Regions from separate parts of the Mus musculus genome. Here regions 1, 2, 4, 5, 6 and 7 are each linked to region 3. The links are chromatin contacts, called in public promoter capture Hi-C maps. All regions are on one chromosome and are shown on one strand. Each heading gives the region's core, a stretch centred on a gene start, on an enhancer-like site or on the middle of the called end of the contact. The rest is flanking DNA. Distances are from core to core; before and after follow the strand shown. Region 1 holds the start of Dcun1d1 (DCN1, defective in cullin neddylation 1, domain containing 1 (S. cerevisiae)). Region 2 holds the start of Zmat3 (zinc finger matrin type 3). Region 3 holds the start of Dnajc19 (DnaJ heat shock protein family (Hsp40) member C19). Region 4 holds the start of Atp11b (ATPase, class VI, type 11B). Region 5 holds the start of Kcnmb3 (potassium large conductance calcium-activated channel, subfamily M, beta member 3). Region 6 overlaps Dcun1d1 (DCN1, defective in cullin neddylation 1, domain containing 1 (S. cerevisiae)). Region 7 holds the start of Mccc1 (methylcrotonoyl-Coenzyme A carboxylase 1 (alpha)).

Region 1 (4,312 bases), core at 1,518-4,017, 1.9 Mb after region 3:
CTGGCCCTAGTACTCCCGTGATCATCCCCTTCCCTTGATACTGTCTCGCCCCCATAACATGTAACACCCAACTGTAGGGAAAGAAATATATACAATGTTTATTTTTTGACTTTCCTAGATTTCTGTCTGACTTTTCCAGGTTTCTGTCTGATCCATACAGATATATCTCACAGTGTGAGATACATGGCAGATACCTAATGAATAGTAAAAGCAATCAGACCTTCTTTTAACTTTACTTGTGGATATACGGAGGATACGCAACAAATCCTAAAAGACAACCCAGGACAGATTTACACATTGCATTTTAGGGCCTGCTATTTGCAGAAAATATAAGTATACATTTCAAAGTCTACACATTTTAAATTCATTAAGGCAGTAATTAGCAACCCATTATTTTTAATTCTGCTACTTAACGTAGTTACTATACTAGTTATTTTCCTTTTTATTATAATTTAATCTTTAATTCAATTTTCAACCATTCTTCTAAAGTTCACGAGATTTTTAAAGACTTATTTATATGTACCACAAATACCAAGAAAGGATAGACTGGGAGAAAATAGTTATATTTTTGAACCATCTTATAAACCTGAACCTCCAAACCTTCTGGAGCCTCAATGTCTACTTCTGTAAAGGGGGAGGAAACATATCAAGTGATCTAAGACACTGTAGGTCTAAAGGCTTATGTAATTTATAAAAATCTAATAAATTACAGCATCTGCATATATCTTACACATTTAAAAAAATCATTGGAATCATAAAATTATTAAACATGGTAGAACTTTAGAAGTTAACAAACCCTGTCCTGACATCTAATAAATAAGGGGGAAAAACTCAGATGTTTTGAATACTTCTTAAAATACACTTGCCTATCAAGCATGAAACCCTGCCTAGGTTTGATCCCAGCCCTGGGCTATTTTTGGTCTCTGTGTGAGTATGAGAGGTAGGTAGCTTGTGGGGTTTTTTTCCCTCCCCCTTATAAAAATAAGTGAGATAATCTATTATTATGTCTTTCCTAAAACGGACAATAATTTGTGTTGTAGAAATTAGTTGTGGTACACATACCAAAAACAAAACTCCTAACAGTCTTACCAAACCATTTTATAACGTCTAGGAAAACAACTATAAATTTATAATGAAATATTTTTACTATAAGATTCTTATGGACCCATATTGACTTTCTAAACTAACAAGATCATACCTAGACTGTACATGTGACAGAAAATGAGTAAAGGCATAGAAAGTGCCTTAAGTTAAGGACATCTTAACAACCAGGAACCACAACCAGTACGATTGCATGACGTATGGCTAAGCTCCAAAATGAGCTGATTTAATATTAACCAAAGGAACAGAAGGCTACAAGTCCTAACCCTAGCTCTCACTGAAACGGCATGAATCCTATATTCCTAATGAGCACTGGCAGGCACTGGGTTCGAGGGCAGGTGTCTGATGTGGACTGTGGGAAACTGCATACATACTCGTGATGAATGTCCATCAGAGACGCGCACTCTATTATTTTAGCCTGCTGAAAGCACCCCAGTAAGAGAGTGGAAACTCTTGGGGGTTCAGGAGTAATATCCAAGGCCTGTTCAAATAATTAAAGGAGAACCTGCAAACTCTCTCTTGGGTCTCTGAACTTTTACTGTACTCTCAATCCAAACACTAACCGGAACTTCCTTACAAATATAAAGTTTTACGAACGTAAGCACAGAAGAGAAATCTTGACTCTGTTGGGACCTAAACACATAATCAACACATGACACCAAGGCTGGGGCCATATAAGTGTCACTGAGCGAAAATCAACCCCCCACGACTCAAGACTGGGCATACACCCTCCCCAAAGAAGCCTTTCAGCTCTCCGGAGCGAAGGACCTCATCACTTTTACTCTTCTCCCAGCAGCCAGCCGGGAACTTCAACAAGGTGTGACTGTATACTTCCAAACTGAAAAGCAGTGACCAGCAGCGCCAGGTACTTAATGACAAAGGACTCAGCTCACCACAGCGTCTTCCAGCTTCCGTGACTTTTTCTCACCCAAACAAAAACCAGGAGAGGAGCAACTTGACAAACTGTTTCTTAAGAATCACAAATGGTCCCTAACTGCTATAATAAAGCAATTACTCCTCCCACCCCAAGCACATAGAGCAGGCGCTCGGAAGGCAGCAGGTCTCGGGTCCCCCGGCTGCACTTCCGTCCGCAGCCCGGAGCCTCCCAGTCCCCTCGCAGGGACCGAGCCTCAGCCGAGCCGCCCCAACTCCCGGGCGCCTGGCGCCTGGCGCCAGCGCGGACCAGCAAGGCCGACGCCGGCTCGCCAGGGCCGCCAGCACCGAGGGGCCCGGCCGGGACCAGGCAGCGCCAGGCCCGCTGCCCAGGCGCCGCCTGGCCGCACAATGGGGCGCGGGCCGTCCCCCAACGCCTCCGCGCCCGGCCCCGCTCCGGCGACTAGGCCCCGCCGCGCTCCGCTGCCGGGCCCTCGCGTAGCGGCGGCGCCGGGGAGGGACGGGCCGAGCTGGGCGCCGGCTGAGCAGCGGTAGCGGAGCGCGGCGGGGCCGGGGGCCCGGGCCGGGCGGCACGGCGCCGCGGTTCCTCACCATGTTGGTGTCCTCCGGACCTCTCCCCTCCTCCTCCGGCTCCGCAGCGAATGGACGGCGGCGGCGGCGGCGGCGCCTCTCACGGGCTCGCCGGGCTCCCGCTCATGCGCAGTGCGGCGGCCCGCGGAGCGGCCGGGCCGCGGGAGGCGGAGGGCGCGGGCCCCGGGGTGGGCGGCCTGGCCTGCCGGCATCCGTGGCACGAGCGGCCGGGCGACCCGGCAGCCCGGGCTGCGGACACACGCTGAGACCCGCGCGGCGGGCGGCCGCGGGCACAGTGAGGACGAAGCGCCGGGGCCCTGCCTGCGCCCCCACTCAGGGCGCCCTCGTCACGGCCGCGTCCTGTCCTCCGTGCGCTCCTAATAGCTCCACGTCAGAGTTCCCAGGTAAGTTTTTGGAAGAATCCGGGAGACTATTGCGCCTAGAGCCACTGTCATGCCTGGTGGACGGGCCAAGCTTGACCTAGCCTGCCTGCTGAGCTGTGGGCCAGAAGACAAGTGTGTGCTGCAAGGAGAAGGAAATACAGTACTCCCTGCAGAGAGAGGAAATAAAACAAAGGTACGGCACATAGAAAAAGCTGTCCAAGATTGCCCAGGTTTATATATGTCATCCGCATCTTCATCACCAAACGTGGGTCTCCCTTTACCACCGGCAAATACCACCAGATCACCCCTAGAAGCTAACAATCTTAAAGTTTCTGTTAAAACAACTGTTGTCACTCCTCCTCGGAGCTTCCTGCTACTGCTTAGAACTAGCCACGTGGTGGGGGCTCCCAGAGCCCTGCAGAGGCAGATCTTTGGCACTGCAGACCTGTTGTCACCCATTCATTCTTTACACCATCAATGCGAGTGTGTGTGTGTACGCGCGCGCGCGTGTGCGTGTGTGTGCGCTGATGTGGCATCTTCTCGCCAGGCCCTAAGAAAATACCAAGTAGCAAGGGTGAAACTAGATCACACTTGTGGTTATTCTCTAGGAACTCAGCCTAGCAACTTAAAATATTAACGAAGAGGACTCAGTCTCTTGCTACACTTCATTAGACTATTGCAACAATAGCTTGTAGGTTTTCTTAAAGCTCTTTTTTTCCTAAGTGCCAACTCCAAGGGGTGATTCTTAGTTCCACTTGACCTCTTTCTCTCCTGAATTTGAACACGTCCTCCTAGAATTCCCATAATTTTTCATGACTTGATTTATTTATAGTCTCCCCTTCACTTACCATTCTTCTTTGCTAGCTAACTCTGGCTTTTCAGTGGTGGGCTTTCCAGAACCATCCCTGAATCTCTTCATATATTCCTTTTTCCTAGACCCTGCCCATATCCCAGTGAGTCCAAAATCTTATCTAAAGCTCGGCAGCGGCATGCCCTAAGCACAAATTCTGCTCATCCCACAGACCCCCCCAAAGCTCTACAAAGCCAAAATCTTATCCCTAAACCTGCATTCCCCTGCTTTTTCATCACATAAGCTAAATATCAGAACTGCCCATCTCCCTTAGTCTAAGCTCGCCGAGTTCATCATCTGAGTAAACCCGAATTCTTCCCCTGCCCTTTAATAGGGTTCATCTCTCATTGGGACCCTCCTTTCTCCATCCCCTTTTGAGATGGAGTTTCTTTATGTTGCCCAGGCTAACAGCCAACAGTGCGGCCTGGGATTGCAGGCAAGTATGTCTCCCACCCCATCTTCTCTGTACTTTTCCTTCTACACCAGAGGTGTCTGTCTGCAATGCAGACTGGAG
Region 2 (3,857 bases), core at 1,152-3,651, 1.7 Mb before region 3:
TTGAACTCTAAGACAAACCCTTTCTCCCTTAAGTTGCTTTTGCCAGGATATTTTATCATACTAACAAAAAAGAAGCCAAGACTCTCTCTATTCTGTTTTCCTCAGAATAGATCCACTATGTTCCACTCCCTCTATATCTTTATCCCTGATTCCTTCTGCTCCCCAAACAGCATCTTTTAGTTCTCACTACTTAAAAAACACCCCACAGTAAATACCATTCAAGTTTCTCAGATTCTAATTATCCAAATTAAAATCCTATTTCAAAGTCTATACTTCCAGTCAGATGGTAGTGGCACACACCTTTAATCCCAGCACTTGGGAGACAGAGGCAGGCTGAACTCTGGCTTCAAGGCTAGCCTGGTCTACACAGTGAGTTCTAGGACAGCCAGGGCTATGTAGAGAGAATATGCCTCGAAAAAAAAAAAAAAAAAACAAAAACAACAACAACAACAACGAAGTCTAACGTCCATCCTATTAGGAGTATCGTTTAAGCTCTTTTTTTTTTTTGGTCAACAGAATTCGGTGTCTTCGGCTACTGAGCTTCCCTGTCTGTGATGAAGATGTGTAGGCTAGGACACTAACAGTCTTACTAAAATGACTCAAGGACGCTTTAAGAGGGAAAAAAACATTTGTAGACACACAGTGGAGAGGAGCCACTGACTGGGAAGTCATTCAGTTAAGAGTGGTTAGTCTTAATATTTAGCAACACTTTTCATTAATCATAATGGCTAGAAAAGGATAATAATCAACTACCCGTATCTCTGGAAACACAAAGGAAAGTGATACAGATCTGATACATTTAAACAGTAAGTTTCTCTGAAACAATATTATGTCTCCCAACTAAGACATTCAAAGAGCAAAGATGATTAGGGATATTGGAGGCAGGGTAATGAAATCATCTTTTTAAATAGATTAACTACTTAGATAGAACGGACCATGTCATTCTGACCCTAACTTGTCATCCAGATTCTCTGTTAGATCATAGAGAAAGGACAGGGCAGGATATCAAAACATCTGGATATAGAAAATCAGCAATATACATAGAGAACCGAATCAGCATGCTCCCAAGACATGCCTGGGCTTGTTTCTCACATGCTTACTCCCACCTGATGAAACCCCAGCATGCGTGGCCCCAGAATCATGCAGCAGTCCTGCAGAAACAAGGCCCTCCTCCCAGCAGAGGCACAAAAAGGCCTTATTTCAAAGCAAAACACTGGCCGGCCGGGTGGGGTGGGGGTGTTTACAGTGCAGGTTTACCTATTATTACATTTTATGTTCATAATGTTCAAAGAAAGAATAGAGACCTCAAAAATACTGTTAGATTTAATAATCAACATAAGGTTAAAAAAAAAAGCCCTCCCCCAAAAGTCTATAGGTGACAATCACAACAGGTATTACATTTGGGTAAAAATAAATAAATAAATAACTCTAAAAATAAATAAAACCAAAGCTAAGCTTCAGTGAATACACAAGCTGAAATACAGACTCAAAAACATGCTCGGATCCGTTCAAACTGCTGCATTAATTTAAGAGACTAATTTAGAAGCTGTTATAAAAATACTTCTCAGATCTCAAAATCCATCCGATTGGACGTGTGCGATGGCAGACACGAAGGATGCACAGCGCTTGATGTCCTAATTTGGAAGGGAGCTCAGAGACACTAAAGAAAATCACAGCTCCACCATGTACCGGTCTGAGGGAAATGAATGACCACAGCACACGTTTCCACGGTTGGGCTGGGGCCTACTCCTCACCGGCTGTACTGCAAACAACAGCCTCCCCTGAGCAGAAACAGACCCAGGGCAAAGAAGAGAATCCAGGAACAGGTTCCTGGCGTCCGGGTAAAGTAAGGAAGGCTACCCCTGGGTATTCCGGAGAAGAGAAGACAAGAGAAAACCTTACTCAGAGGTCACCAAAACGTGGCAGGCAGAAAAACAGCCCTGGCAGGCTGTTTTACATCACAGAAGAAAGCTTAGAAGGGGAGGAGGCCTTGGCGACCCAGGCTCAGCATCTAGGACTCAAAACTGCGCCCCTGCAGCATCGCCCCCGCGTGTGCCATTCCCGGGCTGGGCAAGCTCACACGCATTCGGGTCCTGCGAGGATGCCGGCCGGGAGCACCGAGTCGCCGAGGCGGCTGTGCGAATGGCTGCGGGATCGGGATCGGTGGCCCGCTGGACGCCGCGGGCGAGGCTGACACGCGCACACGGACGCAACCGAGCGGACTCGAGGACCGCACTCACCGGAACCGGCAGGCCGCAGCCGCCCCGCCACCCCGCGCGCCGCTGCCCGCTCCAAGACCACTTTCTGCGCTCGCCGCCGCCGACCGGCCGCTCCGCTGCTGGAGGCTGATTGTCAAAAGTCGGTCGGAGCGGAGCCACCGGGAAACAGCTGCAGGAAGTGACTGCGGAACCGGGAGGCGGCGGCGGCGGCGGCGGCGGAGGAGGAGGAGGAGGAGGAGGAGGAGGCAGGGCTCCCGGCAGCGCTACTGCGCATGTGCACGGACAAGCGGCTGCTCCCGCAGACCCGGGACGCCGAGCAGGTGCGGAACAGCGACTCGAAAGGGTACCCTACCCTGGCCCTGATGGCTCCTCGGAGCTGCCCCAGCCTACCCTGAAAGCGATGAGGGCAGAAGCTTGGCAGAGCCTGGTAGGAGGGCGGAGGTTCTCCTCTGAGACCTGGAAACTGCACTCCTTGCGCCTCCGCCCAAAGACATTGGAAAGGAGCCCGCTCACCGGCAGGACCCGAAGGACTGCAGAAGTCCCCGGGATACCTTCAAGAGAGGCGCTGGGATGGATTGCAGCCCTAGCTTGTTCTGCCGGCTTGTACCTTCTGCATGTGAATACTTGTATAGTGGCTAGGGGTTTCTCCTTGGATAACATGACACGAATTTTCCATATTACCGGCAGAGTATGGTTTCGCAGCATCAAGTACTTTCACATTGTGTGTGGTTATTGTGTAAACCATAAACTAAAATGCCAAGATCTAAATATGGTGAGCCTCAACTCAGCCTAATAGACTGCCTATTTACACGGGAATGCAAGGCTATGACTGGAGCATGCGCCAACAACCAGGTACGGGCGGGCTTCGCGAATTCGAGGACTGTTCAGCAGACTAGACCAGTGTGCACCCGCCATCGGGAAGAGTAATCCACCGCACAGATGAGTTCAGTGCACGTGCTGTATATGTGAAAATACCAAATGGCTTCATTGTTTTAAAAGCAGCGGGGTAGAAACGCATTTCTCAGCCCTTTGTCAGAACTTTGCCATTCACTCTTGTTAGCTGGGACCATGCTGGGCCCTGGCTGGCCTTTCCCATCTGACAACCCTCATCCTCGTTTTCACCCACATGTCCCGTCTTATAAAATGGCTGGCAAAGGCAACGGAAGAAAATTAATTTTGGCTCGCAGTTTGAGGGTACAGTCCATCACAGCAGGGAAGCCATGAGAGCAAAAGTGGGGCAGCTGGTCACAAATGTCCATAGTCAGGAAACCGGGAGGAGCTGCTCGATTGCTTTCCATCCACGAAGCCGCCCACACTCAGGGTGAGTCTTCCCTCCTCGGTTTCTAATCCAGAAACACTCCTATTGACAGTCTGTACTATCCATCACAGGCCCATAGTCTAGCGTTACCTCTGTGATCTTACACAGCCTGTCCTTGGTGTTAAATGCCTTTCTCCCTGTCCATCCTTGCCCCCTGCAGCCTCTCCTACAAGCAACTTCCATGGCCTCTCGGGCCACTGCATGATAACAATCTCCATTCCTCACATGGGACTTTATTACATATACTACTACCTTAAACTCCCTGAGTGCAGAAAGAGACAGGTCTTGGAGTCTTCCGTTTATATTTTATAGTTTTATGT
Region 3 (3,951 bases), core at 441-2,940:
AGAATCTTAACCTTAGTAGAGATCATGTACAACAAGGCCCTATGCTCCTGCCCAAGCTCCATGACATGGCCTCTCAAAGTCCTGACTAGCAGCAGCTTTGTGCTTTACACCCAGTTCAGAGCCGTTATCTAACATCGCTGCAAAGCTATCCTATGTGACAAAACACGAGGGAAGGCAGCTGGACAGATAAACCTGGGTCAACAGTATATGTAGTAAAATTAATTGCTAACTACCTGCTATCGTTCTAAATCTGCAAAGGCCACCCACCCTCAGTTGTCACATGTGAAAACCAACTCCCAGTGTGGCCCATTGCAAGGTTTACAACTCCACACTGAGCTCCATGGACCTGTGGAATTCACCTTACAGGCAAGCTCCAGGCTTCAAATACAGGCAAGTTAGTTAGCAAGAAGGTTCACTTACAGATTTTGGTAGGCTCTGAAAAACTTGTTTTACTTGAGGCTCCACATGCTTCATGGCTTGTAAAACATAACGGCCTAAAACCAAAAGCAACAGAATAAGCAAATCCATGCATAACCAGTCTGCTCCACCCCCAACCCACAGACAAACCTGCAAATCCTGCAGCAGCAATGGTCAACCCGACTGCTACCACTGTGCTGGCCTGTAATGGAGGAGAAGAGCAAGTCTTTACTACTCTTAATTGCTACCTATTCCGCAGCCAAACTCATTACGACCTTCATTTTGGTGAAAGGTGGGTTCTTTTTCCCTTTTGGGGCAGGATTAGGGATGGAACCTAGTGTGTGTCTCATGCTGGTAAGGTGCCTACAACTCCAGCCTTTCTCAAAGTTCCAACACTTTTATTCTGAGGTGGAGTCTTGCTAAAATTGTCCAGGCTGCCCACGAATTTGCGACTAGCTCTCTAAGCAACTGGGACTTTACAGAGTGCAGCACAGGGTCTGCTGGAAGAAACATTTTTTTTTCTAATAGAAATATGTCTTTAAAACTACTGCAGTTGGACGTGGTGCACATTGGCGGCTTGCATTTAGTCCCCGGACTTGGGAAACATTGGCAGGTGAATTTCTGTACGTTCTGGGACTTCCAGGACTACAAAGTGAAACCCTGTTTAAAAAAAAAAAATTAAACTACTGCAATTTTTATCCACAATTTATTGTCAGAGTATGGGATTTTCACCAAGAAGAAAAGGGTAAGTCATCTTTACCCACAACAGTAAGATGGTGATTTTTCAGCCATGGAAGAGAACTTTAACCCTTGGGCATTGGAACCCCTTTCTAGTTTAGACAAGACCGGTGAAAATAAGATTTCTGCTGGATTTGGAAACAGTGCTTGCAAAGGCTCCCTGATCCCATAAGGTATTTCCACCGTAAAGAGGGGAGGAGTGCGGAGATGGTAGTGGGGTAACAGCCCGACCTCCTAGGAGGCACAAACGTGTGCCTGCCTGCAAGCAGATAAGGGGTGTCAGCTGGAGCCACCGGAGGCCGGAGTAAAGGTCAGTCTCCGTATCCGCCCAGCGCCCCTTCGGAGCCCGTCAGCGCCGACCACTCACCATGACTCCACTCCGCGGCTCGGCACCGCGCGCTCATCCCAGCGCGAGCCCACCGCCACGGTACAGCTGTGGAGAACGACAGGGCCGAGCCAGCGATGCCGCCACTTCCACTAGCGCCGCGCAACACGGCAGCGGCGCCGTAAAGTGCGTCGGAACTGTCGCACAAAGTGCCGCACAAAGGGCCTCACCAACTCCGGTTGACGGAGAGGTCGGACTGGGGCGGGACTGGCCATGCCCTCTGCCCGGGATTCCTGACTTGCAAGTCCAATATCCGGCCCTAAAACAGGCTTTCCCGCTAAAACCTATCTCCCTAACTTTGCTTTATATAGGTTATTCCGCCCACCCCGTGGAAGTAGCGTTGTTTTTCACATGAGGCATTTATTTTGTCTTCTGTGCATCTTTTGCTACCCTGGGCTGTCGCCAGTAGATGTCAAGAAGCCACAAGGCTGATCTTCATGGCCTGCAGAGACATCTTTCTTCTTCTGGCTTGGAACGTAGTTAGATCTATAAACATCAGAAACGATATGGAAAATGATTTTTTCCAGTCTTTTTTTTTTTTCCATCTTCCTTCCTGATGTCTGCTTCAGGCTATGTAGATTTGTTCACTAAAAATACAGCTCCTGTTGTGTGTTCACCATGAATTTTTTCTCTCCTGTTTTAGCCTGACTTACTATTTGTGTAATTAAAAGAGCTTCTTGTACCTGTGTTGCTCACAGCATGTGGTTGTTTGGCCTAAGCATGGCAAATGCACTTGACTAGAAGGAAAGTGACTAGGAGCTGTCTTTTTGCATAAAGGCTGTAAGTTGTGAGAATATAAAAGCCATATGTGACCCCAAGGGAAGCTAGAAACTAAGGTAGCTGTTCTTTGTCAATGAATTCCTGTTAATCTTGCCAGTCTTCGCCTGCTACTTCCCCAAGCTTCTCCCCTTTGTTGTCAGAAGACCATTGTGTGAATGTATCATATTTTGCTTATCTTTCCGTTTCTCATGGGTTGTTTCTGTGGTGTAGCTGTGGGGAGTGTCATGTCTGTGGGCATGGATGTACAGAAACTAGGCAGAGACTTATTCCTTTCTCCTGGCTAGGTGGGCAGACATGAAATCCAGGCATGCTGTGAGGATTGGACTTTCACTTGTCGTGCTTTGAATCTGAGCTGTCTCTCAGAGGCTCATGCATGGATTCGTGTGTGTGTGTGTGTGTGTGTGTGTGTGTGTGTTTGTGTGTGTGTGTTAAGAACTCATGGCAGGGATGTGTTAGAGGTAGGGTATTGGGAAGGTAACTGGATCGAAAGGCTCTAAGAAGATGAGTGGATTGATCAGTTGGTTCTTGGCTTGGTGGATGGTGGGAGGTGATGGGGACGTAGCTGAATCATAGTTATGCGGAGCAGGTTCTTGTCTCTAGCTCCTCCCTTTCTTTGCTTCTTGGCCATCATTCATCTCTGCTGGTAGGTCCGACATTCCCCATCCTAAGGTTCTGCTTCACCACACATCCAGAAACAATGGGATCAGACGACTATGCCTTGTCAGCTCTGAGACTGTGAGCCAGTTATTTTTCCAATGTGAGGTAATTCTGTCAGTCATTTTGCCACAGCAAAGGAAAGGTGAGCAATGTAGTTACTGTTATATTCCTGAAAGGGAAGGTAGTTGGTGGATGAGGGCCTCGATCCACATCCATATTTGATAGTTTCTGGGTTTTTATTGAATTGCAGGCATCCTAATGAGTATGAGGTGGTAACTCATTGGACTTTTGACTTGAGTTTCTTTTGATCAATAATATGGAGTGCCTTTTTATATGCTTAATAAATATGTATATGCATCTTTGGAAAAAATGTCTATTCAAGTCTTTTGCCCTTGCCTTTTTTTGGGTAGTGATTTTTATTTGTTCAGATTCAGGAGTTCTCTGTGTGTTCTGGGTATCACTTCTCATTTATATGGTGTGCTATTATTTCTCCCATCTATGTGATGCATGTTTACTCTGCTGGTAGTGTGTATCGAGGTTCAGCATCCTAAAACTTTTTATAAAGTCCAGCTGTCTGGCTTTTTGGTTCTTTGTTGTTGTTCTGACCTGAGCCTTTGAGTCTCACACAAAACCATGGCATGAATGATTTGCCCTAGGTTTTCTTTTAGGGATTTTGTACTTTTCAGTTTTGATCCAGTCTGAGTTGCCTTTTCTGTTCAATACATTGGGCAAATGGCTCCCTCATTTTGCATACATGTGAGTAGTGTCCCAAGCACTGCTCGTGGAGATAGCTCTTTACTTTTTAAATGGTAGAGGTGAAGGAGAGATTTCAGAAACCGCCTGTGGGGAGAGTTCTAGTGAGCATCTGACATCTTTTGTTGTTGTTGTTGTTTTCTAGGACAACCATAACAAATTTCCACAGGCAGGGATGTTTATGAAATAGAAATGTTTTGGTTTTTCTTTTTTAATTCCAG
Region 4 (3,857 bases), core at 417-2,916, 1.7 Mb after region 3:
CCCCCTGTCCACTTCCACCTTTAGAAATTTGGAAGCCAGTTCAATGATATGTAATGCATCCTCTAGGTTGCTGTTTTACAGGTTTTCTTGACAAATTTTGGTGGCATATAAATAAAACATTTCCAGGCCTACTTTGTAACCAAGTCACTGAGAAACGAGATGTGAGAAGTAAGTTTGTTTAGGAATATAGCTTAAGAACACAGGTTCTACTGTCCGATTATCCATAATCCAAATCACAGTTTTGCCGAATTATTTAACTTGAGCTTCTCCATCTGCACAATCGGGATAATACGTACTTCAGAGACCCAATTAGAGTATCGGGTAGAGCTTGACGCAGTGGGTTCTGGGACACTGCCTTAGAACGGAAGTAACATTTTGTTTTCTCTAAAAGCATTCCAGTAACTTTATGCTGGTGTCACAGAGTAAGGGTCGGGCATAAGAGCAAAACGAAGGTTCCTTTTTCTTTTTAAATATCTGTCCTAAATTTGGGTAATTTATAATATTAAAAAAAAATTATTGCAGGTCCCCCCCCCCCCCCCCCGAGACAGGGTTTCACTGTATAGCCCTGGCTGTCCTGGAACTCACTTTGTAGACCAGGCCGGTCTCGAACTCAGAAATCTGCCTGCCTGTGTCTCCCGAGTGCAGGGATTAAAAAGGGATTAAAGGGCTCCATTGCAGATTTTATAGGCCATAGATAACTGAAAGACTCTAATTGCAATGCTGGATTAACTAAGACATGACTACTGAAACCAAAAGACAGATTTGTCTAATCACCGTAGCTTAGATTTAGGTTTTTGCAGAATGTTACTTTTCAAATTACAAATGTCTGATGGTGACGTGTTTTAATTCAGGAAAAAGAGAGTACGACGAAGACGAACAGGTGGCTGCTTTTAGACAGTATAAACTTGTTCCAGTTGCTTGTATGGGCCTTCTTAAAAGTTATCCACACCCTTGTTAGAGAGGTCACGCTACTTTGGAGGTAGTTTTCATTGCATGCTTAGCAATTAGCTTTCCGAGGAAAGTCTCTCCCCTTAGCCTTTCCAGCTTAATTCATCAGGATAGGAACTCAGCAATAGCTCCAGAAATTGAGGTGCAGGCTGGACTCTCACAGAGAAATCTCAAACTTTCCCCAATATTAGTCCACTTTGGTTACTCGCTGAGTTATGTGTGAAGCAATTAAATGCCTTTGACAATTAAAAAAATTTTTTTTACCAAGTCTATAAGAATTTTGTACAATTTAGTTTGATCATAATCATCTCCCTCTCCAAATGTAAGTCTTTGATAATTTAATGGTCTGGGCACAGACCTTTTGGTCACATACATTTGCTGGTGTGGATCCGAATGTTGGGGTGGATGGGGGGGGGGGTTGGTGGGGGAGGGGGAAGATCTGTGACAGGGCAGAGCCAACTCCTCTTCGAGGAGTTGCTACAGCCTAGCCGGCCAAGATACAAAAACTCGAAAAAGGCCCACAGAGCCGGCGAGCCTGACAGCGCTCACGTTTTCGCGACAAACCGCCCCGGAAAGGGGCGGGCAAACCCGCGCGGAAACACGGAAGGGTGGGCCTCCGAGAGGTAAAGAAGCGGGCGGGTCCAGAGCAGGTGAGGGAGGGGCACAGGGCTTGGGGGCGGGACCATGGAGGGCGAGGGCGGGGCGGCGCCGTGGGGGCGGGCCCATGGCGGGCGAGGGCGGGGCGGCGCCGTGGGGGCGGCGGTGCTTCGGGTGACAACGGTCAGAGATGAAGGTGGCGGCGGCTCAGCGGGGAGTAGTGCTGCGCCGGGCGCGGTTGGCAGCCAGGCCGCGCCTGTAGGACCTCCGGGCCGGGGTGGCGGGATGGGGACCCGACTCGGGTAGAAAAGCGGGGACAGCAGAGAGCAGAACTTAAGCCCGAGGGGCTCGCCTGCTCCGGTCACACTCGGAGTCCTCTTCCACCTGCTGCCGCTCGGTCCCGCGTCCGGCGGGCCACGACGGCGTCGGCGACGGCGGGGGCATGTGGCGCTGGGTCCGGCAGCAGCTGGTAAGTGAGGGCTGGGTGGCGCGGCGGGGCGGCGAGGGCTAGGCCGCGGCGGGGGCGCGCGGCTCTCTCTCGGCCCGGGCTCCGCACAGCGCGGGGATGCACTGCAGCTTGCGGCCGCTGAGGGTCGCGAGCCGCGCGGGCCCCGAGGTGGCGGAGGTAGCGGCGCGGGGCGCGGGTCAGGCGGCTCCCCCGGACTCCGAACTAGGCTCGTGCGGGCTCCGGAGGAGGTCTGGGTCCTCCTCGGCCTCCCGGCGGAAGCTCGCCCTGGGCCTAGGAGGAAGGCGCGCCGGAAAGGTCTTCACCGCAGACCGGTGCAACTTCTCTGTGCATCTCTTGTGTGTCACCCACCCCTCAAGGCGGTTAGAACGCACGGGTTAGGAGCCAGTGGTTTAACTTTTGAACATTACTGTATTACCTGGAAAAAGAAAAAGAAAACCCTAGAGTGACTTAAGTGTCTAAAAAGCGTCACCTTTCTCAGAAATCATTCACAGACGAAAATCTCTCATGTCCCTTGGCACTTGCAGCCCAGAAAATAACAACGCCAAGGCGACAATGACAGTTAAGGCAGACATCACTTCAGTTCTAGGAATGCTAATCTATATGCTGTTTAATTTTGAAATTGTACCAATTGCAGTATTTTTTTTCTACGAGGTTTCAAGGCAGTGATAAATCTTAGAGAAACAGAAATGTCCTGTTTTGAGACCAAAATCTTCATTCTTTTTTCTTGTGGTAGAACAGTTTTTCAGGTGAAAACTAAAAAGTATGTATTTCAGTCAGTCTCCTGTTTATTTTACAGTAAGCATCATTCTTAAATAAAGAAATCTTATAAATAAAACTAGAACCGCCTGCCACTCCCTCATACAAATGGTAGGTCTTTATTTTTAGCTAACTGTTGCAAATTGAAGTATTCCAGCTTTATTGGGAATCCAAGCTAATGATGTCATTTAATCCACACTTGCTTTCTTGTGGCAAGCCAGTACAGTAAGGAAGTTAATTATTACAAATCTGATCTGCTTTTGACTTCTCAGGCGTCAAGTAAACAAAAGATTTAACACCTTTTTATCTGATGTTTTGGGTGAGAAAATAGTTTTTAAGGCTGTTTTTTCAAGCCTTTCCCAGTATGTTAAGACAGTCTCTCAGTGTGAGGTACTTTTTTGTTAGCTTGAATAAAATCTTTCTATGTGATCATTCCTATCTTCCAGATAGAAATCTGGTAATGTTGTGAGAAATGGCTTTATGTTTACGGCTGAAAGGGATAAACCAGAAGCTGTGTGGTCATTTTTAAGTCAGCTGTCTCATGGCCCTGACTAACAAGTTGAACAAGTTGCTTTCCATTTTAAAAAAAAAAAATACTATCTCTGATATTTAGTTGTCTGTCACTGGTTTTACTTTTAAGATAATCAAGTCTTTAAGAACTTGTGCCAGGGCTGGAGAGATGGCTCAGTGAGTTAAGAGCACTGACTCTTCCAGAGGTCCTGAGTTCAATTCCCAGCAATCACATGGTAGCTCACAGACCATCTGTAATGGGGTCTGATGCACTCTTCTGGTGTGTCTGAAGACAGCTACAGTGTACTCATCTAAATAAAAATAAATAAATCTTTAAAAAAACAAAAACAAAAACCCTTGTGCCAAAGCAGGACTTTGAATTGCTGACTAAGTTTGTGTAATCACTTAAATACAAATTAAGGACAGTGTGTACAAAGGAACGAAGTATGTTGTACTAGCTCAGTAATAAACAGCCTTTCTAGTTGCTACTCCAAGAATTCAGTTAAAAAATTCTATCTTGGATTATTCAAATTATACAAATTTTATATACAAATAATGCAAATTTTATTATTATTTT
Region 5 (4,226 bases), core at 1,017-3,516, 1.6 Mb before region 3:
TAAACACTTTTTATCCCAGGGTCTCAGAGTGATTAAGAATGATCTCATTTGCTCTCTAGTCAGTGAGATGAGCCAGTAGCATTTTAATTTTTTTTTCAACCAGGAATATTGATGTCCTGAAGACATCAACCAGTATCCTCTGTGCCCGTTCCTCTCTGCCCTGTCTTCCTTGCTTGATCCTCCCTGCGCAGTCCTCCCTGCCCAGTCCTCCCTGCGCAGTCCTCCCTGCGCAGTCCTCCCTGCGCAGTCCTCCCTGCCCAATCCTCCCTGCCCAGTCCTCCCTGCCCAGTCCTCCCTGCTCAGTCCTCCCTGCCCAGTCCTCCCTGCTCAGTCCTCCCTGCCCAGTCCTCCCTGCCCAGTCCTCCCTGCCCAGTCTTCCCTGCAGAGTTCTCCCTGCAGAGGATGACTTTCCAATCAAATCAGAGCACAGCTGAGGCTCCCATGCCACCTTCTCAGGCTGAGGCAAACTGAGTTGCTAACAGCGTGAACAGTCTAGCTCTAGCTCCATAGCTTGCCTGGGTGTGATCCGGACAGAAACCAGCAGCCTTGCCCTTTAACATCTGAACTGAGCAAGAACTCGAGGTAGCTCAGCCACGCGTCACAATTCACCTAATGAGGATCCCCATGCGTTTGTGACGCTGGGCATGCGCATTCAACTACTACCTCCCTGAAGTTTGTTTCAGCTGAAAGGTTTTTGTCATTGCCTGAATCTTTCTGGGTATTTGCTTTTTTAAAAAAAAATACAAAATTGCTTAGCAACTTTTTGTGAAACAGCAAGTGAGGTTGATAAAAAGCCACCACCAAGTGCAGGGTGGGAGCAATAAGAAGCTATCCACCTCTGCATGTCAGGAAGGGAAGTGAGCATAGGGATGCGTTGGGGGCAGACTGGACTGTCTTCCACCTTGCTTGTGTCATGAGGAGCATCTTCACGTTCACTCGCTGGCTTGGTTGCTATTCTGTCTCCTGCCACGAAGCGACTTGCTGTAATTGCCTGCTCATAAAGGCATTAGCTCATAGCTGGGCGAGCCTCTCTACTTTGTGGTCTGACCCTTCTACCAGCCTGGAACCCACGCCCAACCCATCCAATGCCTCTCCTTCATGCCCTAAACCAAATACCCAGTAGAGTAGTTAAAGCTGGAGGTTAATGAGTACCCAGCTCCCAGTTCTGCTTATATTGCTAAGAGCCACCCAAGTTTTCTATAGTGGGAGAGCTTGGCTTCAAGGTGTCCTCTTCCCAAGAATGTACCAGAACATTTCTAATATCATATTTCAAAAGCCTGGTATGGCTCTCCTCTGCCCATTTCTGACTGTCCTGCTGCCCCAACTCTCACACAGGAGTTCAAGGCCCCACTCCTCTGAACTTCAAAATTCTTCTGCTTTGCATACCCTTGGGGAGAAGGGTCCTAAAATAATCTTTTTCACTTCCCACTTACTCAGTATAGTTGGGTGGTTAATACCAGTAATCTCTACACTTGAGAGGTGGAGGCAGAAAGAGCAGTTCAAAGTCAGCATCAGGTACAGAGCATGTTTGCAGTCAGCCCAGGCTATGTGAGATGCTGTCTTAATAATAATAATAATAATAATAATAATAATAATAATAATAAAGCTAGAATGTACATAATATATGCAGGCCTGTCTAGTTTAGAGAGTTCCAGGAAGGCACCACCGTGCTAGAGCACACAAAGACAAGTATCTCTATTTCAAGATAAGATGAGGGGCAAAGACCCAGAGTCATGCAGCTGCCTCGGTGGGGAGCTGGAACCTGAATCTTGGTCTGGACCATTAAGGCTTCACCAACAAGACCAAAGGCTGGTGTCATTTCTTTGTTCTTTCGTACAAGAGATATATTGCTGAGCACTGCTTTCAGTGCTGGGATCCATAGCCCACACCACCTGTGTCACCTGTGTACCCAGGTAGAGAGTGGTCCACACCTGGAATCCCAGCACTGGAGATCAGGAGGCAGGAGGATCATTCTTAACAATATAGAGAACTTGAGGCCAGCCTGGGCTACATGACAGCCTGTCTCAAAACAGCAACCAAAGGTGGGGGTGGGGTAGAGGTGGGTGGTAGGGGTACCTGGGAGGCATTGCAAGCTGGCCTCCTCAAAGCACCTACCAAACTCAGCTTTCAGCATGCCGCATTGTAGCCACACTGGCCTTGATTAGCAGGAGGCACACTGATGGGAGATTCAGGTGGGGAACTTACCTCCCTTGGCGCCTCCGGCCACCCTGTAGCGTGATTTGGACAGGGATGCTGAAGGGCTGCATGAGGCCAGGAGATGTCTGGATCGGATGCTCCCCGCCTGAGTTGTGCCCTTTTAGAGCGCAGGAGGCTTAAGCATCATCGGAAGTGGAGTCCCAGAGGGAGTTGCCAATTCCCTGCCTAGCCACAGACACCAGGACCCCTGCTGCATCCAGAGCTGGCGGGGTCCTCTAGAAGTTTCCTAGAGAGGTGGGAACTCAGGCAGCCTGGCTGCAAAGCAACGTTCAGGTATAGTTGCTCATGGAGTACCTAGGTGGTTCTGTAGCCAACAACACTCCCCCAGCATTGCCTGGCGCCTGTTCCACCTGACACCTGTGTTTCCTCTGAATTCACCAGGTGCATTGTCATAGAGACCAATAGGACTGTGGAAAGTTCTGAGGCCCCAGGGACTCTGTAATTGGGGACAGACATACCCAATACACAACGTGTAAGAAGAGGAAATGTTCTGTCCCAGACACATTCCCTTCTTTTTTCAAAATATTATGTTTGGGTACAGGCTTAATATAGTAGCCTTTTCTGAATAAAATTGTTCTGAATAAAAGAATAGCTTTACAAACCTGTGAGGTGACTCAGTGGGTAAAAGGTCATCTGGCCAAGCCTGGTGACCTGAGCTCCATGCCCAGACACCAGTGAAGGTGGAAGGTGAAAGAGCCAAGTCTACCAAACTGTCCTTCGAATTCCACACAAGCGCACAAACAGGTCATGCACACACACACCTGGCAATCATAATATTAATTCGTTTAATTTTTAAAATTAGATTTACAGCTGGCACAATAGTTTCCACTCAGAAGGCAAAGGCAAGAGGGTCAGAGCTCAGGGAGGTAGCACTAGGTGCTAAAAAAAAAAGCAGGTCGGCTAAGCCATGGAGGCGAACAAGTAAGCCACACTCCGCCAAGGCCCCTTCCTGTGTCCAGGTCCCTGTCCTGTTTGAGTTCCTGCCCTGGCTTCCCTCGGTGATGAACTGTGGTGTCCAAGTGTATACAGTACAAATAAGCCCTTTCTCCCCAGGTTGTTTTGGGTCATGTTGATTTATCACAGTATATTTGTTAGATTTCTGAAGCAGATTAAAGACACAGGAGGCAGCAAATGTCCAGACTGACCTCAACAGAAAATGGATACTACTTCTTTCAAAACATCGAAGGGTGAACCCTCTCCTGTGGGGAAGAGGTGCTCGCAAGGACGGGAGGAACCTACGGACTTTCTATAGGGAGTGTGGCAGTTGGAGAATAGGACAGAAGTGAGGGGCTACGTGTGAACCTTTCGGTTTGCCCTTTCCTAGTTTTGCCTGCTGCGTCCAGACAGGCTACAGGAGACCAGCTGACCCAGTGAAAGCAGCTTGAGCAGGGCCAGCTGTATAACCTCCTATGAATTCTATTCTTACAACTGAAGAATTCTAACTGTATGCATTTCTTTTCTGCTGCCGTGATAAAGCACCATGACCAAGGCAACTTCTACAAGGAAGTGTTTAACTGGGCTTGCAGCTTCAGAGAGTTAGAGTCCATGATAACACAGTGAAGGAACAATTGAGCACTCGCATCTTGAGCCATATCCACCAGGGAGAGAGAGAGAGAGAGAAAGAGCATATCTCATCATTTGTAATGAATTAATTTGTTCATTTAATGTGTATGACTGTTTTGCCTACATGTTTACAGGCATGAATAGTGCCCGCAGAGGCCAGAAAAGAGAATCAGATCCAGAACTAACTGGCATGTCAGATGGTGTGGCTATGGGTAGTGGGAAGTGAACCTTGGTTCTCTTAAACACAGAGCCATTTCTCCAGCCCCTCTCATACTTTTGTCTCAGGCAGCCTTTTTCTCCGGTCTCCTGTTCTTGCAGCTCCACTCTGCCTTGCTCCTCCTCAGTTATTAACTAGTTTGTAGTCAACCTTCCCATCTTTACCATGGTAGCCATGGCTACCGGTGGTGAGTCTGAAATCACCGATGCTTGTCTTCTGTTGGCCTGCA
Region 6 (4,320 bases), core at 294-2,793, 1.8 Mb after region 3:
TTTGGCCATTTTACACATTTTACTCTAAACTAATCCATCCCCCGTCTTGATCTCTATTTTCTTCTGGAAAAAAAATTTTTGCTTGATATCACTCAATTTTTCCATTAGATAAAAAGTTTTTTCTATTTTATAACCTGAAATAAAATTTTATTATTTATATTGAATATGCCTTTACACAAAAATATACTTTCTAGATGTAAAGCAGTTGTAGGTTTTCCTCTTCCGTGTTTGTTAATTAAGCTGTTCCTTGTACACTTCACACAATTGTTTCAAATCAAACTTTGTTTTCAAAGTTTTGATTTTGGTTCAAAACTTTTCCATTTTCTTTGAACTTGATGAGTGCTTTCTCCTAGAGAAGGACTTGCTTCTAAGCAGATGTTGGCTTTTTCTTTTCATCTCCATGACTTTGCATTGGCCTCCAGATTTGCCAACGACGTAAAGTTACCTTCTCAGACAACCAATAGCACATCTTAGGGACAGGAGCGTAGCTCTGCTGGTCAGTGCTTCCGGGGGGCCTGGGCTCCATCTCCAAAACTGCATAAACCTTGCCTCTGATTCCAGCACTCAGAGGCAGGTAGGCCGGCCAGGTGTTCAAGATCACCCTCACTTACACCAGGAGTTCAAGGCCAACCTGGGGCTGCACGAGACCATCTCAAAAGCAAACACAAAACATTTTAAAACTCAAATATTAGGAGCCAACCTAAGGAACCAGAAGACTGGCTGCTCTTCCCTAGGGCCTGAGCTCCATTTCCAGAAGCCACAGGGTGGCTCACAAGCACCTAACTTCAGTCTCGAGGGATCCAGCGTCCTCTTCTGGGCTCCTTGAACATGAAACACAGAAATACATAAAGGCAAAATACCCATACCCATAAAAGGGAGGAAGAAAGCCAAGCCAAGCTGCTCACCGTATCACATGCCTCTAATCCCAGCATCTGGGAGGCTGAGGGGCAGAATTACATTTGGGGCAACACTGGGCTATAGCACGGTCCATTTCAAAAACACAGTATCAAAACAAAGTTAAAAAATGGAATTCTAACAACTCTCCTATGAAACACTTGGAAGAGAGAAAAGCAGTAGGGTGTGGTGGCATGCACCTTTAACCCCAGCCTTCAGGAGGCTGAGGCGGGTGGACCTCTATGAGTTCATGGCCGGTTGTCTCAAAACCCACAGTAACAAAATAAGCAAAACCAAACTAACCAAACAAACCCCCAAAACACCACCACCACTACCAACATCACCAATCACCCACAAAAATATAAGAGTGTAATAGGGCTGTCTGCATGGGACAACTCAAACACCCTGAGCCACAGCCTGTAAACCAAAGGACAGTATAACTGCAAAAAATTAAACTGAAAGTAACTTGCTTGTGAAGGGAGAGAACCTTTGTATACACGTAAGTAAATCTTTAATTTTCAGTTTAAAAGAGTAGGGGATGTAGCTTTGTAGTTGGCACTTTGCTTGTCTAACATGCACAATGCCACCTTTGATCCCCAGCTTCAAATAAACCGGGTGTGGTACACTGTAATCCCAGCACTCAGGAGATAGGGACTAGAGGGTCAGAAGTTCAAGGATATCCTTGGTTACACAGTGATTCTGAGAATGGCCTGGAGTTCATGAGTCCCCATTTCAAAACAGTAACAACAAAAGCAAAAGTGAGTAACTACAAAGTTACTTCTCTTTTAACGGCCCTAGATAAAGCCATTACCCGTTAGGCCATGTTACGTCTGCTCTTTTCACCATGATTTAACTGTTTATGAGAGGTTTTATGCTGGTATTTTTGACGATGTTTGTTTTCCAAATGAACCTGGGGCTGGAAAGATTACGGGCAGCTTGCTCTGCTCCTCAGCTGCTCTAGGTGGCTCCAGGTGTCTGCATCTCTAGCTCTCCGGGATCCCATGCATCCGTTTGGCCTTCATCGCCTGTAATCATATGCACACACCACACATACCTCCAGCCACATAATTTAAAATAAAAAAGAATCTTGAAAAACAATCAACCAAAGAGAAGTCAAAAGCTGCATTAGCACCAATTCCTTCCATGAGCCCATGGCAAGGTTGTCCAAGAGGTAGTCTACAGCAAATGACACTTTCCAAACAGGCAATACAGAAAAGAAGCCAGGAGTGCCCAGAGGAGACCATGGGTGACAGTTCCAAGCTTATCTGTTCTGCCTCCAGAGAGTGGCACAAATAAAGCAACTCAGTTAACCAAAAGGAGTCAATGGAAACCAGAAATTAACTTCACTAGATTCCTATGAAATAAAAAGTACTGCTATGATTATAAAAATGGAAGCAATAAAAGGGTTCAGAAATACACTCAAGTTTATAATCAATTAAAGGGTGAGCCATAATTTGACCCTATTCATCATCTGTCATATAAAAGCCACAGTTCAATTATTAAGATATATGATAAATAGTTCACATTTTAAAACATTTATCATTACATTATCAAATTTGGTAAACTCTTATCAAAACATCTCAGCATTCAATATAAACCATATTATTAAAAGTTTAAGGTAACAACAACAACAAAAAGCCCAGAGGTGTCAGGTAAATATTTCCTATTAAAGACACAATTTAACATTCAGAGCCACATAAACGCTCACTGAACGGTCATTCATGTTACAAGGGCATACTTTGTAAACAAGTATAACTTTTCCCAACACCATTTTCCATTTTTCATCCCCAAATTATTCTCTTAGGTCAACTTGCTCCTATTTGTATGCCAAAATGACAGGTTTCCAAACAGTCCTTAACAGCAACACACGTAAACACACAAGCAGGGTGGGCATGGAATGGCTCAAAAACTTATCATCAAAGAAAAAAATAAAAAAAGAACTCTGCACTCAGATCCTTGAGGGGGGAAAAAATGTCAACCTTGTTTAAGAATTATTCAGGAAAGAGATTACATAAAAGGCTCCCGATGGTTTCAGTGAGCGAATTTACCAACACTAAAACTTTTTAAAAGTTCGATGAGGGGTGCACTCACAGTGCCGCAGTATACAACTAACGCAGTTAAATAAACAACACAGCTGAGCACATTGTAAACATTACGGAGCAAACACGTGGCGTAGCTTCTCTTCCCCCAGATGTGCCATTACAGCGCTCGGCCATGAAAAGTCTTCAAGTCTAGTCTAGTTATGTGAAACACTAAAACACTGAAATAATATGGGAGAAGATTTAGTCATGGCAAATTTACTGAAGCTTTTATTGCCTCTGTGGGTAATATGACAGGGATTGGAAACGACACACTTGAACTTACAGAGATATGCAGATGATAGTCACTCAAGAGAACCTTGACCTCAAGTATTTTTATATGTGGGTACTTCTCATTTTATACAGTTTACTATTTAAAAAGCATTACATTTAAAAATGTGTACCTGTTCTGACATTTGGCAAAAAGTAAACTCTCCCTATGGTTCTGTCTGGAAAGAAAAGAATCAGCTTGGAGACCTGACCCACACGAAGACTGAACCCCATGATCCTCTGCCGGCAATAGCTGGCTGTGTGTGAGTGAGTGTGCCCTTCCTCTGGAAGACTCCCCGACGCCCCGCCCCCAATAGGGTAAGCATTTGTATTACAAAACATTTCCTAGAACCAGACAGTCACCCTCAGAATAAACACATTAAATCAATTTTCTCTTGGAGCCCTAGCAAGTCTTGTTTAATTCTAAGATGCCATCATGGTGAACAACCTTAACTCTTTTTGCTACATAATAAAAGCTTTATATATTTTTGTTTATAATTACACAGTAATTGTAAATGTTTAGTACCAAACTGATGACAAACACTATTTTGTTAAAAAGTCTTGCATTTAAAAATAAAATCTGTAAAACCCAAAGCATTAGGCCACACACAAATATCAAGATTTTTATGAAAAAAAATTTATGAGGCAGGGAAAGAAGCTAATGGAGTCTCATTTGAAAACAAATCATATCTGAATCAATCAATCTGAAAACAATACCAAAACTCAAAATGTTCCATGTAGGGAATAAACAATATAGGTCTGTAAAACTTTTAAAGATATATATACATATATCTTTAATTTTTTTCATAATTGAAGTTCTTTATATTTACAAAAAATGAAATCAAGAAATACTGAAAACAGCAAGATTCTTTTCCTTTTAATGACCAATCCCTGTAACGTGAATAGAAATTTACTCTAAGCTTCTTTTGGTAGAAATGCATTCCTAAATTAAAGTTATGATTGGATTAATGATATATCTGTAAGGTAAGCTTTCAATGCATTTTCCAAATCATGTGACTAAAAAGCAGTTTTAATCATTTCCATATCTGCATAAATTGTTCCGCTATCCTGAAGAACA
Region 7 (3,777 bases), core at 193-2,692, 1.9 Mb after region 3:
ATAGCCTAAAATGTTTTTTTTTTTTTTTTTCCTCTCAGCTAGTGAAGACTGAGTCAGGCAGTCAGACACACTCCTTAAGTGCAATCCTTTATCTTGACAATGTTCTGATTTCTCTATCCCATTTTTCAAAGCTCTTTTTGCTACATCTCAAAACATTTAAACATGACGAGTAAATTGCCTGCCAGGAGATAATTCACCAATTAAGACAGCCGCTATTCTCATGGGTAGAGTCTGACTAATCAAATTCTTTTCTCTGAGGTATTAGAGGAATCATGGCTGGTAAAAAGAAAGAAAAAAGAAAAGGTAAAATTCTCATGCTGGTAAGAGTTTTAATTTTAAAAACTATTAGCAGGATGACAGCTATAACTAAGCCTTGAGAGGAGAATGACTCTGTGGTATTCTTGGGAACCTAAGGAAATTCACAGGAAGAAAAACAGCACTAATACAACTTTCACCATCTTTCTTATTTAAAATATAGGGTGAAGACCTACATTTTAGTATTCACCGAAAATCCAGGGCATCGACCACTGTTTGTTGAATGGACCATGATGTGTTTAAATTTTTATCCACGTGTTGATTTGGACATACGAGGGGGTTAGTATCGTCTTTATATTACCTCTGCTAGATACAAGTATCATCACCTCCAAGCAGAAGAAACTGAAGCACGGATATTAGGTAACTCGACCAAGGTCACAGGTAAGCTGGGAACCCAACCTTCTGCAGGCAGTTCTTGCCCTTGGGCCAGTACGTTTTTCAGAATGCGAGGAGGTGATGATTATGGTGAAGTAATCTATCTACATGACTTGGGGTTTTCACTGTTGTCAAAGCGTGGAGCTTCGTTTCCAAAAGGATCCGGGGTAGTCATCTGCCAGCTTTGTTCAAACTTGTGAACAAGAGCGTTCGACAAAACTCACCCCTCATTAATTTGACTCTTCCCAGCAATGGGAAAGGTCTCTAGAAATCCTTCTCTGAACTGCACTCAAAATGAGGGAGCTAAGCTGAAAGCGACTTTGGGAAAGGGGTCCTGGTGCAAGCCTCTAGCTACGTATGCCATCTTCGGTTGCAGCACCGTGCGGGGTGCCCAGATCAGAAACCAGCCAAGGTGGCAGAGTCTGTAGGAAGAGCCAAAGACTGAAGTGGGACAGCGCCTACCAAAACTACACACAGGCACTTAAAGGGCTGCTCTCACGTGACCCAGCGCCTCGCATCCGGGCCGCGCACGGACCGGCAGTACCCCTGAGTCACCTCGGCTGCAGCAGCAGGATCGGGACCCGTCGCAACTGGTTCCTGTCCACCGCAGCCAACAACGCCGCCGCCGCCATCTCCGCGCTGTTCTGCTGGATTCCAAAAGCTGCTTGGCTTATTCTTGAAAGCGTCCCTCCCTGCGCAAGCTTCTTGTCCCCGATCCGCCACCGTAGCTCCGAAGAGCAAGTAGGCGTCTCCGCAAGAGCCAATCACAAAACTGGGTGTTTCAAGGTACCGATTGGCTGATTGGACCATGTGCCTGGGGGGTGGGGAGTGAACTGTGAGGGGCTGGGCTCCATCTGGAGGGGCGGGGCCAGGTTTTTTTTTTTTTCTTTTTTTTTTTTTTTAGCACAGAGCATGAGAGGAAAATGCACAGCCCCTCAAACCACCACTCAAGCAAAATGCAAGCTTTCTCACTAAACATCAGGAAAAAGGGGCAGTGGAAACTGCGTGGCAGGAAACAAAGACACAGTAAAAGCTATGTGTAGGTATTTGATACAGCTGAGGCAGAGCTCATATGGGGGAGAAAAACACAGTAAGTGAAACAGCCAATCGAAGGGTTATAAGTGCAAAAACTAAATGGGACGTAGTGGCGCATATTTGCAATCCCAGAAGCTGAAGCAGAAGGATTGTAGTAAGTGACAGGATTGACTAGACAGTGAGTCCCAGGCCAGCCTGAGCAATACGTTGAGGCTGTCCCTCAAAAACCAAAATAAATAAGATATGAAAAACAAACATAAATGCAGAAGGAAAACAAATGTAAAGAGGAATAAATTAGTGAAATCAGAAAACTAACACCAAAGGACAAATAAATCCAGGAACTAAGAAAATAATTAGAAATAAGGGGACACAAGTGGAAGCAGGAACATCAGGAGTTCAAGCCCATCCTAACCTGCAGACCAAGTTCGAGACCAGTCTGGGCTAGTAGTCCTGCACCTGTCTTTAAAATCTAAGATGTTTTCTTGAAAGATTCGAACTTTTAGAAAGTCTGGATACAAATTGGCTTGCTTGTGTATTTTCGAGAAGGTTCCTACTTATCTGGCCCATTGGCCAGCAAAAGAGAACCCATCCCTCTGGAGTTCACCAGAAATGAATTCCTTCCTTCAGGAAGGATATCTTATATTGAGTAAGTTTAGACTTTTATCGGTAGAGTCATCACATAGTTTCAAAACGTCCCTGGGAGTACTTGCCACTGGCTTTGTTTGTGTGGCTGGATATCTTTTTTTCCTACAGAGTTATAAGAACTCTAGTTATAGAGGTTAATATTTCCTCAGGTTTTCATTTAGTTGTTTACTTTTACGCTGTTTCAGGTGTGAAGAGTTCCATATTAAAAAAAAAAAAAAAAAAAAAAAACCACACACTGTTTTCTGGGCGTGGGGAGAAATTGTTTTCATCTTGTACTTAAAATGAATGTAAGATATATATTTAAAACAGCAAAAAAGTGAACATGGCCTCCAAATAAGCAAGAAATAAAGAGGAAAAAAATCTCACATGACTTTTTTTTTTTTTCTTTTTGAGACACGGTCTCTCTATGTAGCCCTGACTGTCCTGGAACTCACTATGTAGACCAGGCTGACTTCTAACTCACAGAGTTTGAGAGCCTGCCTCTGCCTCCCAAGGGCTAGGACTGAATGTGTGCACCACCACACTGGTCTTGATTATATATATATATGTGTGTGTGTGTGTGTGTGTGTGTGTGTGTGTGTGTGTATATATGTGTGTGTGTGTATATATATATATATATATGTGTGTGTGTGTGTATATATATATATATATATATATATATATATATATATATATATGTCCCTGGCTGTCCTGGAACTCACTTTTAAAAGTAGGGAAATCAAATATAGAGAAAACAATAAATTAACAAGAAGCTGATTTTGTACAACTTTGACAAACCAGAAATGAAATGGATTTTACAAGAAAATACTGTTTACTAAAATAGATGCTGGAAAAGAGACAAGATCTAAATAATCCTTCCCCCTGTTTTGAATCCCTCTTTACCTCCACCCCAACTGATGAAAAAGCTCACCTTCTCTAGCTAAAAGAATTTCCATATGTAATAAACAATGGTTCATTGCAGTGCTATTACTTTTTTTCTAGAGCACAAAATGATGGAAAATTTTACAGTTCTTTCTATGAAGATAACATGGATGCCAAAATCAATAAAAAGAACATGTACTTCACACACACATTGATAGTCAACCCCCATTGTGTGTATTGATGGAAAAATCCCATATAAACATTAACTAAAACATAGAGTGATATATAGCAAGGTAAATTTTATTGTAGAAATGTAAGGTTGGCTTACTATTGAGAAGCCACTGATATAGTTGATCATGTTAATGTTTGAAAGAAAAGAAAATGTGTTCATAGGTACTTGACCACTGTTTGAGAAAACCCGGGTGTTGTTCCTTATTTTAGCTCAGTTCAAGAGATGATAGGGTTAGGCTCTCTGGAAAAGAAATGTTGGTTCCCATGATGGTTTGGATATGCTTGGCCCAGGGAGTGGCACTATTAGAAGGTATG

Evidence for each region. Promoter capture Hi-C pulls out the DNA fragments that hold promoters and counts their contacts.
Region 1: a contact with region 3 is called in a promoter capture Hi-C map of pre-B cells. The contact joins the promoter of Dcun1d1 here to the promoter of Dnajc19 in region 3. A contact is called at or near these places in 8 of 39 promoter capture datasets (the 3T3-L1 cell line, 3T3-L1-derived adipocytes, embryonic stem cells and 4 more), 1 of 115 datasets of contacts at active chromatin or transcription factors (large pre-B cells) and 1 of 9 other capture datasets (liver).
Region 2: a promoter capture Hi-C map of liver shows a contact between it and region 3, with 3 times the contacts expected there. The contact joins the promoter of Zmat3 here to the promoter of Dnajc19 in region 3. A contact is called at or near these places in 2 of 39 promoter capture datasets (liver and pre-B cells).
Region 4: a contact with region 3 is called in a promoter capture Hi-C map of the HPC-7 cell line. The contact joins the promoter of Atp11b here to the promoter of Dnajc19 in region 3. A contact is called at or near these places in 7 of 39 promoter capture datasets (the 3T3-L1 cell line, the HPC-7 cell line, cranial neural crest and 3 more), 2 of 115 datasets of contacts at active chromatin or transcription factors (astrocytes and embryonic stem cells) and 1 of 9 other capture datasets (adipose tissue).
Region 5: a contact with region 3 is called in a promoter capture Hi-C map of liver, with 2.2 times the contacts expected there. The contact joins the promoter of Kcnmb3 here to the promoter of Dnajc19 in region 3. A contact is called at or near these places in 2 of 39 promoter capture datasets (liver and pre-B cells).
Region 6: a contact with region 3 is called in a promoter capture Hi-C map of liver, with 5 times the contacts expected there. The contact joins the enhancer-like site here to the promoter of Dnajc19 in region 3. A contact is called at or near these places in 5 of 39 promoter capture datasets (the C10 cell line, embryonic stem cells, hippocampal neurons and 2 more) and 1 of 115 datasets of contacts at active chromatin or transcription factors (astrocytes).
Region 7: a promoter capture Hi-C map of pre-B cells shows a contact between it and region 3, with 5 times the contacts expected there. The contact joins the promoter of Mccc1 here to the promoter of Dnajc19 in region 3. A contact is called at or near these places in 9 of 39 promoter capture datasets (the 3T3-L1 cell line, the C10 cell line, cranial neural crest and 6 more), 2 of 115 datasets of contacts at active chromatin or transcription factors (astrocytes and embryonic stem cells) and 2 of 9 other capture datasets (adipose tissue and liver).

What each region holds. Positions count from the first base shown.
Region 1 is chr3:35,930,199-35,934,510 of GRCm38.p6, forward strand. It overlaps Dcun1d1 (DCN1, defective in cullin neddylation 1, domain containing 1 (S. cerevisiae)), which reads right to left and starts at 2,768. Exons shown (of 7, transcript NM_001205361.1): 1 at 2,587-2,768. The coding sequence starts at 2,589. It overlaps Gm15952 (a long non-coding RNA gene), which reads left to right and starts at 2,880. Exons shown (of 4, transcript XR_880768.3): 1 at 2,880-2,969.
Region 2 is chr3:32,363,264-32,367,120 of GRCm38.p6, forward strand. Zmat3 (zinc finger matrin type 3) reads right to left here and starts at 2,402. Exons shown (of 6, transcript NM_009517.2): 1 at 2,241-2,402. 4930429B21Rik (RIKEN cDNA 4930429B21 gene) reads left to right here and starts at 2,226. Exons shown (of 1, transcript NR_027966.1): 1 at 2,226-3,857.
Region 3 is chr3:34,079,664-34,083,614 of GRCm38.p6, forward strand. It overlaps Dnajc19 (DnaJ heat shock protein family (Hsp40) member C19), which reads right to left and starts at 1,691. Exons shown (of 6, transcript NM_026332.4): 1 at 1,523-1,691; 2 at 568-619; 3 at 421-494. The coding sequence starts at 1,525.
Region 4 is chr3:35,752,397-35,756,253 of GRCm38.p6, forward strand. Atp11b (ATPase, class VI, type 11B) reads left to right here and starts at 1,667. Exons shown (of 30, transcript NM_029570.4): 1 at 1,667-2,014. The coding sequence starts at 1,988.
Region 5 is chr3:32,489,703-32,493,928 of GRCm38.p6, forward strand. Kcnmb3 (potassium large conductance calcium-activated channel, subfamily M, beta member 3) reads right to left here and starts at 2,267. Exons shown (of 4, transcript NM_001195074.1): 1 at 2,206-2,267. The coding sequence starts at 2,267.
Region 6 is chr3:35,889,803-35,894,122 of GRCm38.p6, forward strand. It overlaps Dcun1d1 (DCN1, defective in cullin neddylation 1, domain containing 1 (S. cerevisiae)), which reads right to left. Exons shown (of 7, transcript NM_001205361.1): 7 at 2,303-4,320. Among named protein-coding and RNA genes, the nearest start is that of Dcun1d1, 41 kb to the right of the region's middle. Within about 2 kb of position 1,544, at least 4 of the 459 cell types and tissues checked have an H3K27ac peak or open chromatin away from gene starts, as enhancers often do. A contact at or near this core is called in liver, where this site is marked.
Region 7 is chr3:35,999,236-36,003,012 of GRCm38.p6, forward strand. It overlaps Mccc1 (methylcrotonoyl-Coenzyme A carboxylase 1 (alpha)), which reads right to left and starts at 1,443. Exons shown (of 19, transcript NM_023644.4): 1 at 1,246-1,443. The coding sequence starts at 1,322. Mccc1os (methylcrotonoyl-Coenzyme A carboxylase 1 (alpha), opposite strand) reads left to right here and starts at 678. Exons shown (of 3, transcript NR_029456.1): 1 at 678-1,476.